Regions from separate parts of the Capsicum annuum genome. Here all the other regions are linked to region 2. Evidence: chromatin contacts called from public Hi-C data. All regions are on one chromosome and are shown on one strand. Each heading gives the region's core, a stretch centred on a gene start, on an enhancer-like site or on the middle of the called end of the contact. The rest is flanking DNA. Distances are from core to core; before and after follow the strand shown. Region 1 holds the start of LOC107873109 (flowering time control protein FPA). Region 2 holds the start of LOC107852146 (probable hydroxyacylglutathione hydrolase 2, chloroplastic). Region 3 holds the start of LOC107852144 (polyadenylate-binding protein-interacting protein 11).

Region 1 (4,313 bases), core at 369-2,868, 260 kb after region 2:
ACATATTTTTGCATTTTTTGAATTTTGAAGATGAAGGTTTTCTCAATCCTTTTCGCTTCATAATTTCCGCAATCTTCTTTGGATTGTTATAATGCTTCAATCTCCTCTTCTATGCTCATTTCTCTCTTTGACTGAATAGGCGTAGAAATCAGTTTAAGATCTTCATCTTGTATTAAATCAAGACTAAATGATGGTGGATTATTAGAAACTAAATTCAGAGGTGGTATACCTCTATTTGAACTTCTATAATATGTGTGTTCTGCCATTATAACAGACTTCCACACTCTTTCAACAAAAAGATTCACAAACACCCCCCTCCCCCCGGGCCAAAAAAAAAAGAAGAAAGAACAATGGTTGAATAAAATAATATAAAATATATAAAATATATAAATTATATGAAAGAGATAACATGCAATCACTGTAAATATCAATTTATCTTATTTGATGGAGCACAATATTTATCAACAATTTGAGGAAAATAGGAAAAAAAAAAAAGTAGAAGATAAGTTACATTGGAGAAAAGTGAAATAATGGAATGAAAATAGGAAAAGGTAAAGTATGTGGAGTGAAACAGCGCCTGTGTAGTTAATGAACAAAAAAATGATAATTTTGTTATAAAATGTAAGTTTGTAAAGGTGTTGTTATTTATTGTAATTATAGTCTTAGTATTGTTACTTTCTACAATTTTTCTTTCAATAATTGAAGGATATTTCTAGCCCAATAGGTTAACAAATGATATTTTTGAATCAATTTCAATATTTGAAGGATGTTTTTGACTTTTTTCGTCATATAATAAATAAATAAAATAATTAAATGACTTTTTTTTAATATCTTACCATATATTCTTTACTTATCAATTATTTTAGGATTTTATAATTTTTGAAATATGTTTATTCTACCCTATAATTTAGATGCAAATGTAGATAGATTATTACTCCCTCCGTCCCAAATTTTTTAATTTAATTTTCCATTTTTCATAATTTTTTTTTATTAATCAAGAAAAGATAATTTTTTTTTTATGTTTTATATTTTGCATTAATTATTTTTTCTTCAGATTAAAATATAAACATCATTTAATAGGGACACTATGGTAAACTAGCCATGTTATTAATTATTTTTTTATTTAATGTGTCATCTCAATTTAAAATGGGTAATTTGGGACGATTTTAGGCGGGCTAGAGATAAACCAAAGAAATATTGGAGGGACATGATCAGGCATGATATATAGCAATTACAGCTTACAGAGAATATGTCCCTTGATAGGAAGGTGTGGAGGACGCGAATTAGGGGTTAGGGGTGGGAGTGCGGCAATAGTAATAGAGGAGTGCTTCTTTGGATCTGAAATTTCTGGTTCGTAGTATTAGGCTGTAGTTGTTGGATTACTGGTGTTGACTTTTTTTCATCCCATACTAATTTATTATGCACTTATCTTTTATATTTGTTATAATATTAGTTTATTTTATGTACTATACTAGTTTGTATCCATTTATTTTTTATATTTATTATACTATTATTAATTCTAAGCTGAGGATCTATTGAAAATAACCTCTATCAAAAATAACCTTTCTATTTTATTTAAAATAGTGGCATGATGTGCATGTGCTCTACCTCCGAGGACCCATTAGGTTGGAATACATTAGGGTTGTTGTATGCATACAACCGAAGCTCATGTGACCACACCTATAACTTTTGGATTTACATCGACCTCTCCAATTCTTCCAATCCTCTTTCCATTCGCCGCCTCATTTTCTCCTTCTCGTAATTGTACTAAACGCCCATTTACAAATTCGCAATCATCAATTTATCTCCTCGATTTAATAGTTCTTTTTCTTGGTTTCGCTTTTCGTGTTTGATTAGTAATTTTCTAGGGTTTGAATTATGGCGCCGCCAGGAGAAACGCCGTCGAACAATCTATGGGTTGGTAATTTAGCCCCTGACGTTACCGATGCCGATCTAACTTCTTTGTTCCAGAAGTACGGCCCGCTTGATAGCGTAACCTCATATTCCTCTCGCGGATTCGGTTTTCTGTATTTCAAAAACATCAATGATTCTAAGGAGGCTAAAGATGCACTACAAGGATCCTTCTTTCATGGCAATGCACTTAGGATCGAATACGCTAAGCCGGTTTGTGTTTTTGTTTTTCTGTTTCTTCGTTGTTTGATTCGGATCGATTTTTGTTGTTGTTGTTCTTTATTCGTTAATTGTTTGTTGATTATTGTTAGTGAAATTGTCAATTGGTGTGTTTTCCAATCCAATCATCTAGAGGAAGAACTTGCCTTTTTCAGCACACTCAAAATCGAAAGAAAGCATTAAAAAACCAGACAAACGAAATCTGCTAGATAATATATAAAATAGAAAAAAAAATATAGATGAAATTAGTTGGAAAGAAAAAATATGGATTTCTGTTGTTTCTTCATCAATTATTTGTTGATTATTGTTAGTAAATTGTCAACACTCTGTTTTTTATGTACTCAAAATCAAAGCAAAATACCTGAAAAAAATAAAAAGATAATCTTATCAAAATCAAAGCAAAATATAAAAATACCAAGCAAACGAGATCTGCGAGATAATTAGTAGATTTGTAGAAAATAGAAAAAAAAGAGATAAAATTAATTTCTTTTTTAGATAGTAAATAAAAGAATAAACAGATGGAGAATTGTGCCGCGATTTGGATCGAATGCAATGAACAAAGTGAACCAATGTATAATTATCGTTTCCATAAATTTTTACATTAAAATCTTGCAATTTTTATGCGTCTGGAATTCGATTCCTTTGCAAGATCTATGCGTCTCGATTCCTTTGCAAGATCTATGCTTCTGGTATTAATTCCTTTCCAACCGATTGGCAGATCTATTTGTTGAAGAGGAATAATAATCAGATACGAATGTGATTGGTATATTGTACTTGTTAATTGAACACAATCGACTCAATGGACAAGGCAATTAACTTTTCTTGTGATTTGAAGAAGTGGCTGCACTGGTTAAAGGTGTTAATTGAGATCTGAGATATGAAAAATAGTACAAAAAGGTCTTCTTCAAATATTAAGTTGCCCCTTTTTCAGATTTTCAAAGCTTAAGCACGTTGAAATTTAGACTTCAAAACGTGCTCAAATTTCCAGTCTTTGTGCGGATTTTAGGCTTACATCGAATATTGTTTTGGCAATGGTTAACCAAAAAGAATAAATCAATTCTAGAAGAGCATTTTTCTTGAACGGTACCGAGCGCTACAAATATCCAAGAACACGAGCACGTTCTGCAAATAAAAATAGGCACTGTTGTTGTTTAAAACTGGATGCCATCCAATTAATCCCTGTTTGCTCCTACCCACCAAAAGCAATAACCATTGCGATGTGAGTTTCACCCACTTTCACTGCATGTTATAGATTTTTATCTCCTTTCCAACTGATGGGGACTTAAGTCCAAGTCCTTCCTCGAATGTTCAAAATTTTAATCAACGTTGGGAGGTGTAGTTGTGTACAATGAATGCTAATTTTAGTTGAACAGTTGTTTAGGCATATGGGCAACGGAATTGCATATAATTTTTATACAGTTTTCTTCTAGCGAATATTGGTTACTTGTTAAAAGTTCTGTAAATTGACAAACATCATAAGAAATGCCTTCATGTCCGAAAGTTCCGTACAGTTCAGACAATTTTCACTAAAAAATGCAATAAAAATGTCATGTCCCCGTAACCCACCAAAAAAAAAAGAAAAGAATCAAAGAGAGAACAATGTGCAGTTGATATCTAGGCGTTATTTGTAAACTTCCATGAAAAATAATTATTGGGTAAGAATTCCTGGAAATGAAGTTCTGGAGATCCCTTACAGTTCCCAAAGTATGATTAAGACTTAATTATATTTTCTGGAAATGACCCTGTTTTATAACCTAATTGGAGATCCTTGCTTCGAAATAAAAGAGAACCAGTCCTTCGTATAATAATAGACATGGTTGAAGCAAAGTTAAGATACTCTATTCAGTTATCAACATGTTTGGGATAAAAGAAAATATATGCATATACGGCGACGCCCTGTATATACTTATGGGACTTAAAATGGGTATGAAGTTTGGATGTAGAGGGTGTTTGGTGATCCAGTTTTTAAATTCTAATTGGAACTATTTAAAGGGGGGTATGAAGGAGGTCATGAACTATTACCAAGAGCTGATACTTGCTAAGAAGATAGGAAAAATGAACATCCTAGCACCAAAAATTCAACTTCTTATTCCTGTGACTAGAGAGCGCTCTCTCTCTCTCTCTCTCTTCAAAATAATGATATGTTTATCTATCGGAGGAGGCTAAATCTTTTTCTTGTTAAA
Region 2 (4,073 bases), core at 296-2,795:
GAGGTTTGCATTGTATTTTCCTTCCATGGTTGGTCATTTGCATTGTATTCTTTGAAAGTTAAAAAAAAAAAAAAATGGAGGTGAAGAAGGGAAGAGAAATATGATGGAAAAGGGTTAAATTAGACGGTATTGAGTCGGTAGTTTGTGAATCGGGTCAGGTTAAAATTGAAATCAGTTAATTTTGATCAATTTGGGACACACCGTTAGTTTTGAGGGTATATGTGTTAACTTTCGTGACAACAAGGGTATAAATGACCATAAAGTATAACGAAGGGCAAACTTAACCAATTAATCAAAACCCTTTTTCCTTTAAAAAATTGTTAGTTGCAAGGGGTATTTTTGAGCCATAAAGGTAGGTGAAGGGGTATTTTTGAACTAATTTCAATACTTGAAGGATATTTTTGACCCAAAAGATTAATGAATGATATTTTAAAACTAATTTCAATACTTGAACGGTATTTCTGACCTCTTTTCTTCTTTTATTCATCGCCAGTCTTAATGTGACTTGCACTTACTATAGAAAACATATCATATTCTATTATCCCTTTTTTGTGATAATTAAGGAGTAGTAATAAAGTATTATAGAAGTGAGTAATAGCCTGTTTGACGTTGCTTTTTTCTAAAAAAAAGCATTTTTTTTGATTTTTTTTTTTTTAAAAAAGATAAGTGTTTGGTAAACTTGTAAAAGTGCAGAAACAGATTTTCTGTTTTTGGAAAAAAGCAAAAAATTTATGTTTTAAAAAAAAAAAAACAGAAACAGAAGTAGAAAATTATTTTTTATGACAATAATATCCTTATCACTTATACACATGCGCGCGCACACACACACATATACATTATTAATTAATTAACATGTCTTATAAGTTCTATTTTAAAATTTTATACTTCATATTTACATCATAATTTTTTATTTTATTTTCTTTGAATAAAATTTAAAATATCATTAATGAAGATGATCAAAGAATATATAACTCTTTATTTATATTATTATGATAGTAAATATCAGACGAATCACGTTGATCAAATGATATTTTGGCAACACTTGTAAATATTTTCTCGAATATTTAATTTTAATTATCATAAAAGGTGACATATTTGTTATTATGTGAAGATTTTTTTATATACAGTGATTTAATTTATGAAATAATTTTTAAATTCATTCTTATTTGATGTTTTTAGGCAATATTTAAATTATTTAAGTAATATATCATTATTTAATTTTTTGAACGTTTCTACCTATATAAATATTGATTGAAATTTTATAGTAAGTACTTTTAATTAAATAAAAATAAAAGTTTAATTAAAAATACTATAATAAATATTTTCTGTAAAATAATTTTAATAATAAAAATTTATTGATGCACGTCCTTTTTAATCATTTGTCTCTCAAAATTTTTTCTTAAAAAATATTATTCAAATACAATTTATTTATTAAAATTATTTTTCAAATAAATTTACTAAATATATTTTTTTAAAAAATATTTTTTAAAAAAATTATTTTATAAAAGTATTTATTAAATAAGCAATTCTCCAACGGTAGTACCAAGCAACCTCTAGATAATAAAGTCTGAAAACAACCTGCGTGTGAAAGCGTGTGCCAACCCAACCAACCCCCCACCCCTCCACACTATTGCATTCCTTCCTCTACACACCTCTTTCTTTACATGCCAAATTATGCAAACCTTTTATAGAATTGCACCTTCAGCCATGGCTTCCTTCCCTTGTTCTAAGGTTTACTTCCCTTCTCCCCTTTTCTATACTTATTCTTACTCTAATACTCTCAATTATACTATATAAATTTGTTCATAGTTTGGGGGACTATGTTTTTTTTTTCCTTAATAAAATTTGTATGTTTGTGAATTTGATGTGAAGTGTTCATCAACTGTTTAATTTAAGCACCGATAGATGTGTGAATTTGTTGAGTTATTAATTATACAATCAACATCTTTTTCACTGCTTAATTAGCTTTCGATAATTTCTATGTTGTTTTGATAATTAGTATGTTAGGTCTTGATTTTGAAGGATTGTTTTTTTCTAAGTTGTGTATTAATTTTATCTGAACTCAGTTAATGCAATTCATAACTAGGGTTTTAATTAAAAAGGGACACATTTTATTGCACGTGGTGCTTTAATTAGTTCATTTTTTTGGTTGCATTTTGGACTTAGTTGTATTTGTTGGTTTTGTTAGTCCCGGACAGGGGTTTGTGTATGGCCTGGCATGAGGCAACTTTCTCTTAGGAAGAATCTCCTCTATGGGTTTATGCAGCTCTTTTCAATGCCATTCAAGACCATACGTGGTGTTAGTCGAACACTTGGTGTTTCTAAACTCTGTAGCATCACCAGTACCTCTTCAACTTTGCAAATCGAACTGGTGAGTCCATTGTAACTTGCATTTTAGGCGCCTATGTATACAGCAATTTTTGACTTCATTTTAATAGTGTCATCTGTTTCTTGATTTCAACTTTGGGTACATCCAATCACTCCTATTAATGTGTCATTTGTTGCTTGATTTCACCTATCAGTGGCTTTGGAAAATCATTGAATGTCTTTTTTTCTTATGTAAATTATCTTGAATGAGTGATTGGGATAGGAATAACTGATTCCCGAGGATTTAAAATTGTTCAAGCAGATCAGAAAGAAAGAGCATCTTATTTCGGCAATGAGAAAAATTGTTTGCTTTATATGAAGACGCCTTTGTGTGACTGGGTGGCTTTGCAATGTGGTATTAATCTTCCTTTGTGTTTCTAAAATTTGGCCTAGTACCCTGGAATCACAGTAATTAATGATAGTTAGCTGTTACAGTTAATACACACTGTGTCCTAATCATCCTGGGGATTTTTGTGCATTTCATTGACTTGTCGAAGGTCTAGATCTTGCCTAGTTGGACAAAAAAGGGATTATGTTGCCTCATGTAGAGCATTTCAAAAGGACTTTACTGTATGACATTTCATATAGTTATTCAAAACAGAATAATCTGGTTTCCCCCACTATTTCTGAATTAACTGCTGCACAACCGTAACTATTTGTATACTATAGGAATAAATAGGAGAACCTGGGTAGTTGTCCCGCATGCTCTAATGTGGGCTGTAGCTTATTCCAGCTTCATTATTATTTAGTTGACTTTTGGAGCGCTCATGACATTCGAACTTGTATGTGCAATCTGATGAAATTTTTGACTAGCAATTCCTTTATTCAATGCCTTGTATTCTCTGGTTTGCAGATCTGCTCTCTTTTTCTACTGGAGAACATCCTTTTTGTCTAAATTTTACTATAGATAGGCAAAATGCTCCTTCACTGTTACCTCTCTCAACAAATTAAAAGGCAAAATGCCCGTATATTAGTGTTGTTAGTACATGATCAAATAAGTCTCAGCTCAAAAAATGGTACTATGCTACTTCCATTATGGGTGGGAAAGATGGGAAAGCTTTTTTGGCAGATTTACTTGTTGAGAGAACAATATAATTTCTGTCTTTTCTTTGTTCTCAACTCTACTCACCTCCTGGGCGAGACAATTTCTGCTTCTCTTCGACTTCCTTTCCTCTATGCCTTCCTTTTTCAGAACAAGAGAGAATAAAAGAAAATCATCATCTTGACTTCATAGTGTAACAAGGCTCTCCAACTCTATGTTGAGAAACCCTGATACGTTTTGCTGATCTTTTCTGTTGTCAATTATCAGGTACCATGTCTCCAGGATAATTATGCATATCTATTGCATGATGTGGATACTGGTACAGTTGGTGTTGTGGATCCTTCTGAAGCTGTTCCTGTTATAGATGCACTTAGTAGAAACAACCGTAATTTGACTTATATTTTAAACACACATCATCACTACGATCACACTGGTGGCAACATGGAGTTAAAAGCAAGGTATGGGGCAAAGGTATGATGAAGCTTTCCTCTTGCCACTGTCATTTGAAGTTGTGATAATGTATGGAGATAAAATATAGTATTTCCTAAGGAATTCAGTAGCTGCTGTTGTGCTGTATTATATGATCTATCTGTTTATACTTTATATTGTAGTCTAATGAACAATTTCTGCAAATACCATCTTTTAAAGAAAATTTGGTCTTCTA
Region 3 (4,159 bases), core at 1,376-3,875, 400 kb before region 2:
GACATCTGCTTGAGTAACCTGCTTCATCCAAACATACAAGTCGTAAATATTTTTCTTCATTGATGTCCATCAACAAAGTGAATTATAAACCCAAAATTACCTTCTTATCAATATTTGTACAGTATACAGTTCTAGCACACATCTCTCTTTCATCTTCAGACTAGCAGCAGCACAAAACGTAAAAACTTTAGTATTAGCAGCACTAAGTATGCATTTGCCACTCCTAGGGGCTAGGACACTATTACAAAAGGTAAACTACATGTAGCCACATTTCCTCACCCTTGGAAGAAAGGTTGGATTAACCGGTGCAATCGCAGTTTTAGAAGGAAGCACTCTCACGGGATAAAACCCAAGCATAGTTCCTGCAAGACTCAGAGCAGTCCTTGCACCTTCTGCATGACACATTGCGGAAAATGTGTGTTAGAGAACAAGTACCCTAACTTTCTGGCCAAATATATAAAGAAATAATCATGTCACGCTACCTTCGTCTGTAAATTCAATAAAGGCAAATCGAAGTACAGAATTGGTGTCACCACATATACGACAGTCGACAACCTTCAGCGCATCAAGGTTAGACAGATATGGAAATAAAACATTTCCTCAACATAATTAAAAGGCAAGACAATAATCACAAATGAGTACAGAAGCTTGAAATAACCGATAGACATCCACCTGTCCACAGTTAAGAAAGAGTGCTGCGAGATGCTCTTCAGTAACCTACACAAAAGAAGAAACAGAATTATTAAAATAAAAACGATAAAGGTGCAGTAACCCAATTAACAATAACATTGGACCTCTCTATTTTACCTGATGATCAATGTCGGATACATAAACCGTCCTCCTTATAACATCTTCCCTTTGGGCCATGCCTGTTCGGGTATTCATCCTTCTCCTTCCATAACCATAACCGTTCTTCTTCTGTACACACAATTTAAAACTCCACTAATCAGCTCAAATCCACGGACATAGAAATATTACAAAAAAACAAAACAGAGAAGATTTCTTTTTCCGAAATAAATGGTAGAGAAAGAACAAAAGAAACTCAACTTTAACACTACAAGGACTAAAACCCTCCAATCACTTTTATGCAGAATAACAATTGATCTATATTATTATAGACCCTTGTCGTCCGGCCCTTCCCCAAATTCCACGCGGAGCAGATAGAAAATCCATTGAGAAGTTCACCTGTATCCAAGGTATCTATTCTTACTATAATTCTTTGTTTTAACTGTATCGCACTATGTATCATTTGATAACCCTCAAACTCTTCCATCTTTGTTTCAAATCGAATTTCAAATTGAAGAGATCCAAAGATATTTACAACCAGATAGCTCGCAACAACACAAGTTCCTATATCCACTTTATCTTTCAGGAGTATATTTATGCACTTGCTCATGGGAGCTTTAGTGCACCGGGCTGCCCTTATTATTATAACAATTGGACTATATGAAATGTCCTCCGAGTGATCATCTTACACCTAACAAACTAAAGATAATTCTGATCAGTCACAAGATTAAAAGTGGAGTACCTACCATATCCATATTCCACAGCAACAAACAAAACAAAAACATGATAAACCAGAAAGGAAACGATGTTCAATTGATACCCTTTTGTTGGGATTTCCATTGGCAACTCCTCCTTGGTCAATCTGCATTAGAAAATTGTTAGCATCAAAGCCAAAATGCATTGTGCCGGGTGGAAATGGCACTAGCATGTTGTTATTAGCCAGTGATGGTGGCACAAACTCTTCAGCCTGGGGATTCAATTTGGAAAGCATTTCTTCCAAATCCCTCATCTCCTTCTTAAACCCTTCATCGCCACCATCGCCATCAACCACCCCTCCATTCCTTAAATCAACACCGTTCATTTTCTGATGCTCAATACTGTGATCAACTCCATTACCGTTGACGCAGTGCTGTTGTTGTTGCTGCTGAATTCCATTAGCTTTCTCGGGTTCTTGCTGGAAATTCTGATCATTTGGTACCTTTGACCTCTGCACACCATTCTGTTGTTTCGTTTTCACTGACTGATGATCGACAACCACAACAACATCTTTCTGCACAATTCTGTCAACAACGTTAATAGCAGCATTCTCAACCACAGCCATGATGGTTCAGGTTCAACAAAACTCTATCTGACACTGTCAAATAATGCTCCTTTTTTGTCCTTTTCTTGTACCCTTTTCTGTCTAAACCCCAAAAACAAAAATAAACAAAACAAATAAATAAAGATGATACCTTTATTATTTCAAGAAGATCAAGCTGGGTATTTGAATTTATTATTAAATCAGGAAATATATTAAAGGGAAAGAAGGAAATTAATCGTACCCTTTCTAAATGACATCCATTGATAAGAAAAAACAGTAATTCCAAGATCGTCAGCTGAAGAATGAAAAATCAAGATTCTTTTTTTTCTTTGTTGGAGTGTGTGTAGTGTAATTTTTACTGAGTCTGAAGAGAGAGAAAAGATATGAAATAATTGTACTAACTCCACTAGTTTATAGCAAGAGAGAGAGGAGAGAAGAGAAGAGAAGAGGAGAGAAGTGGATACTTCGGATCGTCCGTTTTGCTCCACTTCCTTTTGGACTTTCTTGCACTTACGTTCCGAATAAATAAAAATTGATTTAGGAATAAGGTGGCTTAAAGAACGTATTAATAGAAAATCTTATCAATTAGCATATTAAATGTCAATAAGATATATTAAGTGTATTAAAGAAATACAACGTTAATATTATAGAGAATTTGCTTATAAACATCAACTTGTAAAAATACAGAAATAATTTGTAGAAAGACTAGAGTTGTTAAATAAAGAAATAATAAACTTAGAAATAGATATTCTAAACTTTAAAGAAACAGACGAAATAATTACCATAACATCTAATTATTATAAAAAAGCATTAATTAGTGAAAAATCTAGGCTGATAGAAAATATACAAGAAGTAGAATTAGATATAACCTATACTAATAGTAGATTGAAATATCAAACTAAGCTAAGTAAAAAATACTTTAACTTAAACCACTTAGGATAACAAGATAACTTCTTTAAAACGCCTCGATTACTTAAATCTTAGATTTTAACCAAAAAAAAAATATAGAGTGTTAAAAGATAATTTCACTCTAAGGTGTAATTTCAACCAGGGTGAATATATTTTACATTCAGAAGATAAACAATATAATACAATAATAGATTTTTTAATAAATTCAAGCAAAAAAATTCAGAAAAAAGATAATAGTATAATAAGAATTTTAGAAGAAATTGAAGTTACTTAGAATAAACATAAAAAGATACTAGATAAGATAGAACAAAATTTAGATTATTTAAAGTCACAAGAAATAGAAATAGACAGAAAAATTCAGTATTTAAATCACAAATTTAATTTAGAGAAAATACCTACAAAATTAAAAATTGAAAAGCTAATAAAAACTATAATAGAAAGACCTAAAGAATTAGAAGTAAAAACAACTCAATTAATATCTAAGCTTATAGAACAAGTAGAAAATATAACAATAGAAATCAAAGATTTGCAAGAAATAACAAAAAGATTAGAAGAAATATCACTTTCATGAGTGAAGAAGATATAAATTATAGTAAAGCATTAGAAAAATCAAAAAGTTATCATAGCGAACCAGAAGGATTATCTAAGCATATACCTTCAAGTATAACAGATAAAATTTTATTAAAACAAAATAATACCATAATAGAGTTATTATTAGACTTACACAAAAAGATAGACATTTTAATTAAAGGCAAAGAAACTCAAAAACCTTTTCAGGAAGAACCGGAATTATCTGAACTACATAAGAAAATAGACATCCTAATAAAAACTAAAGAAGCTCAAGAGCCACCAAAAAATAACTTTGAAATAGAAGAACTTATTAACCAGTTAAAACGAATTGAATTAACTCCTAAACAAGAAAGAAAAAATATAATAAGAAAACCACAAAAATAGACTTTCTATCAGATAGACGGAGAACCATCGAGAATAATGAAAGACAAGGAGAAGAAAGACAAAGAATAAGTTTTTCGAAAAATAGAGTAGGACGTAATAATATATTATTCAGAATATGCCGAAGACAACCTAATATGGAGCAGAACCAAGAACTTAACGAAATAATAGATGTAGATAAAGATTTACAAATTTTCCAACAACATCAATTAA

What was found. Hi-C and Micro-C count contacts between places; a contact is called where the count stands out from the background.
Region 1: a Hi-C map of bud shows a contact between it and region 2, with 2.5 times the contacts expected there. The contact joins the promoter of LOC107873109 here to the promoter of LOC107852146 in region 2. A contact is called at or near these places in 3 of 5 Hi-C or Micro-C datasets (bud, leaf and placenta).
Region 3: a Hi-C map of placenta shows a contact between it and region 2, with 3 times the contacts expected there. The contact joins the promoter of LOC107852144 here to the promoter of LOC107852146 in region 2. A contact is called at or near these places in 2 of 5 Hi-C or Micro-C datasets (bud and placenta).

The regions. Positions count from the first base shown.
Region 1 is chr6:149,649,200-149,653,512 of UCD10Xv1.1, reverse strand. It overlaps LOC107873109 (flowering time control protein FPA), which reads left to right and starts at 1,618. Exons shown (of 6, transcript XM_016719838.2): 1 at 1,618-2,124. The coding sequence starts at 1,879.
Region 2 is chr6:149,911,416-149,915,488 of UCD10Xv1.1, reverse strand. It overlaps LOC107852146 (probable hydroxyacylglutathione hydrolase 2, chloroplastic), which reads left to right and starts at 1,545. Exons shown (of 8, transcript XM_016697201.2): 1 at 1,545-1,731; 2 at 2,189-2,371; 3 at 3,677-3,880. The coding sequence starts at 1,675.
Region 3 is chr6:150,317,048-150,321,206 of UCD10Xv1.1, reverse strand. It overlaps LOC107852144 (polyadenylate-binding protein-interacting protein 11), which reads right to left and starts at 2,625. Exons shown (of 11, transcript XM_016697199.2): 1 at 2,328-2,625; 2 at 1,607-2,188; 3 at 808-918; 4 at 673-717; 5 at 483-555; 6 at 280-392; 7 at 101-160; 8 at 1-18. The coding sequence starts at 2,107.